2 separate regions of the Oryctolagus cuniculus genome follow, and region 2 is linked to region 1. The links are chromatin contacts, called in public Micro-C maps. All regions are on one chromosome and are shown on one strand. The core of a region is the stretch at or near the end of the contact, and the rest is flanking DNA. Distances in the headings are between cores, read along the strand shown.

The links. A called contact is a pair of places that touch in the nucleus more often than the background predicts.
Region 2: a contact with region 1 is called in a Micro-C map of ear pinna, with 11 times the contacts expected there. The contact joins the enhancer-like site here to the promoter of LOC100347619 in region 1. A contact is called at or near these places in 2 of 6 Hi-C or Micro-C datasets (ear pinna and an unstated tissue).

The regions. Positions count from the first base shown.
Region 1 is chr1:197,756,010-197,761,862 of mOryCun1.1, forward strand. LOC100347619 (protein SPATA31F1) reads right to left here and starts at 3,123. Exons shown (of 5, transcript XM_002707935.5): 1 at 2,876-3,123; 2 at 2,195-2,240; 3 at 1,621-1,681; 4 at 1-583. The coding sequence starts at 3,070.
Region 2 is chr1:197,829,808-197,835,660 of mOryCun1.1, forward strand. It overlaps LOC100347365 (protein SPATA31F1), which reads right to left. Exons shown (of 5, transcript XM_051844409.2): 5 at 3,745-5,853. The coding sequence ends at 3,861. Among named protein-coding and RNA genes, the nearest start is that of PHF24, 50 kb to the right of the region's middle. Within about 2 kb of position 2,469, at least 1 of the 8 cell types and tissues checked has an H3K27ac peak or open chromatin away from gene starts, as enhancers often do.

The sequences.
Region 1 (5,853 bases), core at 1,873-4,372:
AAAGGCCATGGGATGTGTCAAACTAGTGACCTCAGGGTTTAGGGACAGCAAAGAGACCTGGGACTTCAAGTGCTGGTATTCTTCTTCCTCACGGACAAGGCTGGAGAAGTGCCCCGTCGTCTCCTCCAGCTGCTCTGGCACGCTGGGCTCCTCGAGCCTGGAAGAGGCCATGGCCTCTGGAGCCAAGATCATCGCTGGCACTTGACATTCTTGCTCTAGCTGGAGGTAGTCAAAGTCAGCCCAGTATTCTCGGATGCTGACTGCACTTGCTGACTGGGCCGCCGACTGGAGTAAGAATTCTGACTCTGTGACTTGTACCACTGTTGGGATTACAGGTACCAGTGAAAGCTCTCCAGAGTACTCCGTGTGACGCTCCAGACTGTGTCCCAAGGACACACTGGATGTGGACACGGTCTCCAGACAAGAAGAGTCCTGAGGTGGCCTTGGTGGAGCGGGGGAGACCTGGACGTGCTCACCCTCCAGCAGCTGGTGAATCTCCAGAGCCGCAGAATTGCAGATGTGGCAGGAGCGATCCGTGCACAGGAGCCGCCGCACACCTTCCTCCTCCGGAAGCCAGCCCTGGCTGGGGAGGGAAACACAGCCGTTGTTAATGATGGCGTGACCTCTGCCTCCTTGGAGGAGTGAGGCTGGGGATTGGCACTGCCCTCCCCTGGTCTTGCAAGTGACCTACACCCTCTGGCTGTCTGCCCTGCTGTGTGTCTTCCTAAGAAAATGCCGTTTGGCAAAGTGTAATGGGTTGGGTTGAGGGTCAGGGGTTTGTTAGGCAAGGTCTCAGTCAAGCCATGGGAGGGAATGGTCTTCAGAGAGGATTTGAAATTTGATTCACTTTTCTGCTGACCTCATTGAGAAGCTAAAATAAGAGAAAGGAATCAGGCAGAGGGAAATCCAAGCAGTTGGCTGGTAGGCCATCACCAGAAATGCGGCCAGTAAAACCTGATCAGGCTCATTTTAGGCAAAGAAAGCCTAAGCCTGGTTGATATCAGAACATCTGAACTGTGGGAAACGAGGGCCTCTGGAACTCTGCATTCTGGGAGTATCTGGTGTTCTTGCTGCTATATCCAGCATCTCTTGGGAACCAATCCTGTTCTCTACAGATCTTAAGGACGAGATAAGATGATAGACTCCTGTCTGAGGTCTGTCCTAGGAACTGGCTCCCTGAAGACAGAACCATAACAGGTAACAGCCAGACCTACATCCAGCCAGACTCAGGAGTATTCCTTTGGAAGGGTGTGGTTATAAAGAGAATATGGCAATGATGATTTCTTAATATGCAAAATCCATTCTCTGGACTGAACGACGTGTCTCATGTCTGAGTGCAGTCCCCTGTAGCATCCTTTATGAATTATGCACTAGACAAATCCCGAGTTCCAGAACTACTTTCGCCATAGCACTGAGTGCAATTGGGTGACCCTTCCCTCCTGAGACATGTCAACTCTACTCTGCCCAGGCAACCTTCTCATTAGTGAACCAGCCTGCACTGTGTGTGTCTCCCACCCAGCCATTATCCCTCTCCTCATCTCTGCCCCAGGCCAAGCCAAGATATCATCACAGGCCAGACTCAAAGTTGGGAGACCAAAAAGAGCAGGAGATGGAGATCACCTTTTCATGACTGAGATCAGCTCCCGCGGCTTCTCAGCTTCTTCCTGGGAAAGTCTTCTAGCTGAGGAACCAGGAAAGAGTTTTATGGACCATGGGAGAGTGTCAGGGTTATCCCAGAGGAAGCTAGAGACCTATGACTCAACCAGAGCAGACTGAAATACCCAACTATCAATGCTCTCAGGCATGTCCACATACAATCTAATCACAACTTGTGTTGTGGGCCTTTGCCCTGTGAGTGAGGTGAGATCATTGCTATTATACCCATTTTATGGAGAACAAGACTGAGAGATGGTGTGACTTCCACAGGATTGTAAAACTAGTAAATCAAATAGTTAAGGGCATCTGTTCTCTTTCCTCAATTCTTGATTCCCAGGGGAAAAACAGAGCATTGGGGAACATTCCCACGTTGTTATTTCCAACCCATGGAAGTCCTCTGTGGAAGTTGTCAGTTTGGTAAGTGGGAGCCTTCAGTGGTTAGAGCACTGACTCCTGGCACCAGGTGTCATGAAGGGACAGGAACCGTGGGTACTTCACCCACAGTAGAAGGGAGTCAGAGGAGAGAGGAAGACTTTACCTCTTGATGCTGCATCTCTGGCCCTTTGCCTGACTTTTCGGTGACGCTTAAAGACAAAAACATTAGAATGTGAAGCTGGGGCACCATTTCTGTTTTCATGTCCTAGATGAGACAACACTCATATAATCACTTCCCACTCCCTTTCTATATCTCTATCTGTATTTTATACCCTGTACAACATTTCCTTTCCCTATACTCCACTTTCTTTACCCCCACTTTTCCCTCCTCTGCATATTTCTGACATTCTCTTGGCTCTCTATTTTACATACTTCCTGTCCCTATGCCATGACAAGCTCTGTAGGGAGTTTAGGATGACCCAAGAGGAAAAGTGGAGCAAATTAACAGGTAAATGATTCTAACAGCAACAGAACTTCTGCTACGAAGTCTACAGGACAGAAAAGCATCTGCAGTGGGAGCCTGTTAAGATCCAGTGAGGTAGACCTCATAGCATCTAGCTGTTAACGGAAACCAAGTGGAAGGGTTCTCCACTTTTCTATTAGAATGTGTTGCAGGGAGGGCGGCCTGGCCAGGAACTCAGGACTCTGAGAAGAAAATTCCAAAGGTAACTGATCATATGGCATAAAATAGGGGTGAAGGTGGGAGTAATAAGGAGACACCCTGAGAACTTCAAGCTTCTTAACCGAGGCTTGCATTAGTTCCGCAGGGTCAGCGCTCCCCTACCTGGCAGCAGCTCCTTTTAGATTCCAATGTCAGTCCATGTTGACTCCTTTTCACTTGCCAGAGAAGTAGGATAAGGATGAAGATGGAGCCGTAGGTATACAAGGGATATCCAGCATCCCACAGAACAAAAGTAGGGTTCAACATGGTCTCAGCCTCATTAGCATGAGGAGACCAGGCACCCCCCTCTCTAGGCATCAGGGTCCTAGTGCTTAATGGTTCCCAATGCCAGGTCTTGGTCTTGTCATGTCCGCCTCACAGAGGGCAGAACCAGGCTCCCAGACTGCATCACAAAGCCCTCCTGCCTTGTAAGGCTGTGTCATAGGGAAGCTCATGTGGTGATTCGGTCTGTAGTTGAGGGTGTCTGGTTTTCTGTAAGGGTTACAGAGCGTGGAGTGAAGGTGCCACACCCACAAGCAGTGCCTGCTTCCCACCTTCTCTTCACCCTGCACCCCCTCCAGCAGCCTGATGGCTCAGTTCTCTCCTTTTCAGCAATGGTTACCTGTCCTCAGGAAACTGAGTGCTTTAGCACCTTTGTGAGAAAGAGTGTCTGGGACAGAGGAACCCCCATCAACTCTCCCTCCTGTTCTGGAAATACTCCTGAGTAGCACACAGCAGTTGGGGAGGGCAGGACTGGTAGTGACTTGCATATAGAAAGCTTTGATGTTTCTGGCAGTGAGTGATCAGAAAACATTAGTTCAAGAAGAGGGGACAGGGCTGATGTGGCAGGAAAAGGCCAAGGCCACTGTATCTACCCTGTGTGACCTTATGGATGGAAAGAGATTGTAAACGCTGCCTTCCATGGAAGAATGGTCCATGTGGTCCACTGCTGGTACTCTGTCCAAGGCTTGGTTTTCCAGAGCTGATGCTACCCAGGTCATAGCATTCTGTCTGCTTGGGGAGAAGAATGCCTGCAGAGATGGATTAGTGGCTACTTCCAACTACACCTCAAAAACTAGCTGCTATTTTTGATTGTATGTGTGCTGTTTGCCTGAGGAATTTTCGTATATCTTTATTTTTTTTTAATCTGAATTTTGGAAGCTATTAGGTAGGACAGATGTCTTCCAGTTCAGCCCAGGTTCCAGCGCTTCTGTATGCTGGCTCTTGGTTTAGATATGTATGTTGCCTGCTTGGCTGCTCTGGATACGTGATATGCCTCCACTACCCCCAGGATTTCTCAGTATCCTTGAGAGAGTTTCACCCTGATGATAGTGTTCTCTGGCCAAGAAATCCAAGGGGCAAAATGTCTTTAAAGGCTCTCTGGTCTTCCTCTAACTTTCAGTCTACCCAGCAAGTGGGGTGAGTACTTACATGAGCCAGTAGTGTCAGTGGGACAGAGACATCTGAACTATGTTGCCTTCTTGCTCTCAAGACACTTAAAAGTCATGGTGGGCATTTGGCATGGTTGTTAAGTCACCACTTGGGACACCCACATGCCATATTGGAGTGCCTGGGTTTGGCTTCTGACCAGCTTCCTTTTCATGTACAACATGGGAGTCTGCAGGTCACGGCTCAAGTACTTGGGTCCCTGCCACCTATTTGGGATACCCAGATTGAGTTTTGGGCTCCTGACTTTAGCCTGGCTCAGCTCTCGCTGTTGCAGGCATTTGGGAAGTGGACCAGTGGATAGGATGAAAATAGATGAACAAAAGTCTTAAAAGGGAAAAGAAATGGAACAAAAAAAAAATCTGTCTTAAGAAAGACACTTCAAAATCTAGTTTTGAGGTGGGTGTTGTGGCCACCATATAGGAGTGCCAGTTCAAGTCCCTGGCTACTCCACTTCTAATCCATCTCCTGGCTAATGGGCCTGGGAAACATTTGATGGTGGTTCAAGTACTTAAATCCCTGCCACTTATGTGGGAGATCCAGATGGAGTTCCTGGTTCTTAGCTTTGGCCTTGTCCAGCCCCAGCTGTTGTGGCCATTTGGGGAGTGAACCAGTAAATGGAAGATGTATTTCTCTCCCTTTCTCCCTCCCTCCCTCCTTCCTCTCCCCCTCTGTCACTCTGCCTATCAAATAAATAAGTAAGTAAATAAATAAATCTTTAAAAATTAGTTTCAAAATATGACTAATTCATCTAAAACAAGAGCCAACAATTTAAGAGAAATTGAATTACATATTCATTTGTGAGGCTCTGGTTACAAAAATCCCCTTTCAGAGGGCTGAGCTCATCAGAGAAGGTTTGTAGGTAGTTGGAACTGGGTCTAAAAGAGCAGACTGTGGGGAAAAGGACTGGTCCTGGTAAGAGATAAACTTAGTGATAAATAGAGAAACTAAGGATTGGGCATAGGCTTCATTTGGCAATAAGAAATCCAGGCTATCTCTTCTAGAGGTTCAGGTGGATGGACTGCAGAGGAACTGTGGGGGAATACTGGAGAGCAGGAATGAGACCATTTGATGAAAGCCTCTACACTTATTTTATTTCAAATACTGATAATTATTTTTAAAGTAGGCATACATATGATACAAATTCAAAAGTCAGAAGAAGGTAGTTTATCTCTTTCCCACCCTTGTCTTGCTACCTCTTAATTTTTTTTTTTTTTTGACAGGCAGAGTGGACAGTGAGAGAGAGAGACAGAGAGAAAGGTCTTCCTTTGCCATTGGTTCACCCTCCAATGGCCGCCGCGGCCGGCGCACCGCGCTGATCCGATGGCAGGAGCCAGGAGTCAGGTGCTTTTCCTGGTCTCCCATGGGGTGCAGGGCCCAAGCACCTGGGCCATCCTCCACTGCACTCCCTGGCCACAGCAGAGGGCTGGCCTGGAAGAGGGGCAACCGGGACAGAATCCGGCGCCCCGACCGGGACTAGAACCCGGTGTGCCGGCGCCGCTAGGCGGAGGATTAGCCTAGTGAGCCGCGGCGCCGGCCCCCTCTTAATTTTCTTCCTTGTATGTCTTTCAGAATTAATTTAGTCTAGAAAGTAGAAATAAATTGATGTATTTTATTCACAAATGGAAACATGAACTACATGATTTTCCCCTTTT
Region 2 (5,853 bases), core at 1,219-3,718, 73 kb after region 1:
CTCTCATGTGCCTAAGGCAAGTAGGAGGGTGGATTATGCTAGAGTTATGGGATGAGAGGGCCAGGCTTCCCCCTCCATGTGCTTCTTGTGTGAATCATAGGCTCTACTCCTTTCTTCTCCTACTCTTCACTTAGCTGGTAACATAAAATCCAGTTGGTATTCACTCCAGTTCATCTCTCTGCCCTCAGCCCTCTGTTGTGGGAGTTTGGTCAGCAGCATGAGCCCATGCTGGCCTATTGTAGTAGGAACCTGTGAGAGACTATAGATGGACCTATTCCACCCTAACCCGGATGTTTGCACACTAACCCTGACTTCCTACATGATGTCACCATGACACATCTGAGTCAGTTCCCCTTATTTTGGGCCTCCCTGTGGTCCCTTGGCTTTGTGGCTCTCTACCCAGCTCCTACCAGGCAGAAAGGATGTGCCTGTCACAAGACCTCCTTTGTTCTTTGGGATGCTTTAGGAAAACACCTGGAGAGTCTTGGCTCAGCAAGGCTGGACCTTGTGCCTCCCTGCCCTCAGGGCCACATTTGCAACTGGGCCTCCATCCCTTAGGCACAGAATCAACATTTAGCAGAGGGATACATCCATTGCCCTTCTGTATCCTAGCAGTGGACTATTTTATTAAATGCTGGGGTCCTATCAGAGGAAGCAAGTCTGCCACTACTTCCTGGTTTGATAAGACGGTGATTGAGCCTGGATTTTCATGGGGACCGATTATCCCCATGTCCATCATAACACATCATAATGAAGCCACAGCATTTCTTGCTTTTACTCCAGCTCTTATAAGGAGACTACTACTTTTGAGAGATATTATATTGCCAAAATAGAGGTCCATCCCATGTGCTCATGTTATCTTCTCTGTCTTCCAGCTTTCTAGTTTTCTCCTACTACCCTTAAAATCTCCTGTTTCTCACTGAGCCTTAGCATGTCATCCCTGCCCTATTTGTCTTCAGCAACATATTCTTGCTCTGACCCTACACATTTAGAGTTTTCTCTATGGTCACCCCTGCTCATGAGCAAGGCTTCATCCTCAGTGTGCTTCCTATGTGAATCATAGTGTTCCAAATGCACCTGCTTCACACACACGTGCAGTCATTCCAGTCACCTTTGCATGTCTACCTGGGCTTTCATGCTGCCATGAACTCCTCAGGCCCTCATAGAAAGCTTCTGTGGTGACCTCCAGCTCTCTAGCTTTGGTTCTCTGTACGCTTACTCCCTACCCACAGCTGTGATCCCTTCCTAGGTCCTTATTTACCCACCCAGGTTTTGTTCACACTTATTTATAGAATAAATTTTCCTTCTCCTAATCCATGAAGCCTTCCCTCAATAATGCTGTCTTCTCTTTATCACCCACATATCAACCCTCTTGATTTAATTACCCTCATTCTCTTACCTCTATACTAACATATTCATTGCTTTAGTAATTCTTCCCTCTCTTACATTATCAGTTCATCCCTGTCAGCTGGACCTTTTCATCAACATCCAACATATTCTCTCATCTTTAAAAAAATCACTCTTTGGATTCCAAATTCCCTTCCAGCTATTTCTTTATTTTCCTTTCTTTCTGTGGAACAAAACTTGAAGAAATTATCACACAATCACCAATTGCTCGCTTTCTATTTTCTCTTCAATCTAGTCACAGCATCACCTCTGTTCCTGTGCCTATTCTTATGATGGTCCTCATTTTATGTGGCTGACTGACTATCTTCTCTGTTACAAAAAAGAAGAAGAGGACAAGGAGGAGGAGTGGGGGAGGAAGGAGAGGAGAGGATAAAGTATCCAAGCAAAAGTTAAATAAGTGCCTTTATAAAAAATTGGGGCTAGCATTGTGGTACAGTGGGTTAAGCTGCTGTCTATGACTCTAGCATCCCGTATGATACTGGTTTGAGTTTCAGCTATTCCAATTCTGATCCAGCTCCCTGGTAGTGTGCCTGGGAAAGCAGCAGAGGATGGTACAAGTACCTGGGCCCTTGACACCTATGTGGGAGACCCAGATGGAGTTATATTCTCTAGGCCAATTCAACCAGAAGTTTCCTTCCAAAGGGAAGAGGATGACCTAAATCTTTTACTCATACTTAATCTTCTGCTGAGTGGGGCAAGCATATCCTTGAGCTCTGCTGTTCTGTCATGGCCTCCTTAAAAGGTCAGGGGTTCTAGTTTTCCCTCCAGGGAAACCAGTGTTGCCCCACCCAGGTAACTGAAGAAGGAGAGACAGGGTCCACTGAGGCCTCCTCAAAGATTCAAGGGGATGTGAGTATGATGGGCACCATGAAAACATCTGACTGTGTGCTGAGGTTTATTGAGACTGCCTTTGATGGTGGATCACTCACCTAATGATGGTGATGCAGGTGGGAGTTCAGGCTGGACTGAACAGATGGCAAGAAAGAACTGTAAGAAATATCTTACATTATGCAAGAGGCCTCCTAAAGCAGAAATATAGGAGAGACTTCATATAGTCTGTGTGAGGAGGAATGTGGGCAGGAAATAGTTGGGCTTAAAGCTCTCAGCTTGCCTCTCAGCCTCCTCCTAGGATACTTTCATTTTATTCCAGCAGTTTCAGAGAATTGCACATAATATTTTCCTTAAAGATAAAGAGATAGTTCCCTGAAATAGAAAAATGTTTGGCATTCCCAGAGAAAGGCAAAGGGACCAGAGTCTCATCTGGTGGTTAGAGACTCACATGTCATTAAATTCTAGATTTTTGATCACTGTCTGTGGCTGGTTATAGAACACTACAAAAGACTTAAAGTCTTCTTTTGAAGTCAAGATGAATTGTTTGCATCTCAAAATGCAGTGGGTCATAATGAGGAAATGAATGGAAGAAGTGAAGAGATAGACTGAAGAATGGCAGGAACCAAGGACTAGAGCTGTCAGGCTTATGTGGTATGGTTTTTGGGAGTAAAGGAGTCATCCTCTTAACGGGAAGGTACCAGGAAAATCCTGGGAGGTCATTTAGCTCATTTAGTTTAGCACCATTGCTTATCATGAATACATATTCAGGAGTGAGAATGGTGGTGAGGTACTTGGCTGTTAGGTAGTATAGAAATAGGACACAGCAGCAGGGGTGTATCAGAGTTCCTGGAAGTAACTTGGAGGATTGAATAACCCTTTATGTTATTGGCTGTTTCTTAGAAGCTTCATTGTTCAACTTACTGCCGTTTATCACACTAATGGAAAACAAACACCACTTTGGTGTTTGCTGGCTTCTCCAAAGCACTTGGATTTTGGGTTTGTCTTCTAGCTATAGGTTTGTTTTAGTGTCAAGAAAAATAAATTTGCTCCCGTATCATGTCCTGGTCAAGAGCCTGTCAGTTTTTGTCCTAGGTACACAGACCTCCAAATACATGCTCATTTTCTTTACCTCTCCCTTGGAGTGGGGCCATTCCATTTCCTACTGTGGTCTTTCTTCCAGGAGGCATTAATTCCATACAGCTGAAAGCAGTATGGCAGTAGGCTGCAGCAGGCTCCTAGAAGGGTTTTCCTAAAGATCTTCCCCGTACCAGCAGGGAACATACAGGATGGAGTCTATCATTTTGTTTGGACATCTGTAAAATTACCTGTGTGTTATGGTTAAACACAAAAGAATCCCCCTCTAGAAGAGGTCACTATGAAAGTTATCAAAAATGACCCTTTTGAGCTGTGGGTTGAAGCTTTTCTCTAGGTGGGAAGGACTTTACAGCCTTTCTCGAGCATTCCCTTAGCAAAATACAGTGGAGACAAGGAGGAGACAGACAACCCTTGGCTTAGAGACATAGAGTATATTTTGGGTGGGGTTCTGCCCACCTGTGCCTTAATGGAAATGACAATAGCAGTCCTCCTCAAGGGATGTGGGGATTGGGGGCACCTATAGGTTCTTACTCCTTGTCTTCATGGGCAGACCAGTGTTTTGGTCTGAGGTAGGGCTGGGAGCTAAGAGTGTTCCCTGGTTGGGTGGCACGGGCCATTCGAGGACAGTGCCGAGGGCAGTGGCGGGGAAGGGCCGGGACTGAGGCAGAGCCCTGGTGTTGGGAGCGGAGCCGGAGCTTAGCGTCTGGGGAATGGGAAACCCTCAGGAAAGCCGAGCCCCCCAGCTTCTCCGTGGGGCATGACTGGGCCTTGGGGTGTCCTGCTGGCTTGTCCGTCTTAGTTCTCCTCTTGGGGCTTCTGGCTGGAGCCAGGCTCTTCTCAACATTCTCTTTTCTGCTTTTGGCCACTTTCTCAGCTGCAGAAAATGTGGATTCCAAACACCCTTTGCCTTTCGTCTTGGAGTTAAAAAAATACAGAAAGGATTTCATCTTATTTAACAAGCTGGCCTCTGGAGAGCTGGGCCTCTTGTGCGGGTGGGCTGGCTTCCCCTGCCCCTCAAAAAGCAGACTTAGCCACGTGTGGCCCTGCCAAGCTTTACCCTGAATTCGTTGGCCTCGGAGAGGCTGGCCGTGGGAAGCCTGCGCCAGCACAGGCTGGGCATTCTCAAGAGTCCTTGCTGGTTTGAGAACAACATTTAGCTTGGTGTGACTAGCTTGCAGGCCATCCTCTGATGCCTTCCCCCCAGAGACTCCTGGAGGCAGCTCTGGGGCCTTAAGCTGAGGGTGATTCTGGGGTCTGTGTTGACAGGGATCAGCAAAATGAAAGCTATGGCTCCGTCGCCAGGAGCCTCGAGGTGTCCTGTTCAGAGGCGTCCCTGCTGGCCTCTGGCCTTCAACAGAATGTCTTTCTTCTCTGGGTAAGGAGGGCCCAAGCCCTGCATCTCCTTCCCCATGGTCTCCTGCTCCTTTGAGTTTCCCTGAGTCCTCTCTCTTCTTAGGCATCATGGGGAGTGGGGCTGAGTCCTTGCTCTTGCCTAGGCTTTGGGGCTCAGAGCTCCAGGATTCCTCCAGGCTGGGGTTGTTCTCACTGGCCTCCACCTGAACACAAAGCACCTGGGTCTCCGTCGTGTCCCCGCTGGGCTGTGAGATCCTGGAAGCCCAGTGGGCAGAACCGTGAGGCGCTTCTTTGAAAGTAGGTTGCTTTTGGTTCTGCTGCATTGCCTTCAACTCAGTGGCCAGCTGCTCCTTAAAGAGGACCCATTCTGGTTCTAGGACAGGAAGAGTGCCTGGTGGGATGGGTGGTTCCTGGAGCAACGCGTTTTCTTGGTTGTTGAGATTCCCAAGAGACTCTTGGAGGTACATGTTCTCTGGATTTGTGGCAGTTTCTTCCCTGGACTCCCTCGCCCTGGCAGGAATTCCCAACTGTATCTCTAGGACCTTTTTTCTCAGGTGGAAGTTTAGTTTGGTCAAGATATGTGTCTTGATTGAGTAGGGGTTAGCAGGTTGTGGCTGGTTTTCTAGAAGCACCATCTCCATCATTTCTTCTTCCTGCTGTTCAATGTGGAGCTCCTCTGCAGTGTCTATACAAGTCTTGTTGTCATCTTGAAAGCATGGCTCAAGATCCAAACCTAGTTGTTGAAATGAAATCATCTGAGTCGGAGGCTCTGCTGGGATTTCGATAGGCCCAGAAACCACCTCTGTGATTATAGATTGGCTAGTGATGGCTGGGGACGTGGCCCTGGAGAGAGCCACATAATAAAGAGAAGGCAGCCCCGACAGGAAGGCCAGGTACTTGTGCCGTAAAGTTGTCTCCAGTTTCTCAATGACTTCCTCAGACAGGGCTTGGGGCAGCTTACGACGTCTGGGAACAGGCCGTGGTAGGGCCTGTTGCTGTGGCTCAAGCTCTATTGGCATCCAGGGTATGACTTCGTGATGTGGGTCAAGGTCAGTTGCTTCCTGCAGCTCCAGGGGCTGGACTTCTGGAATGCAGGAAAAGGGAACCACTGCCAGGCCCCCAGGAATCCTGCAGTTCCAGGAGCTATAGACACGCGCAGGAACCTTG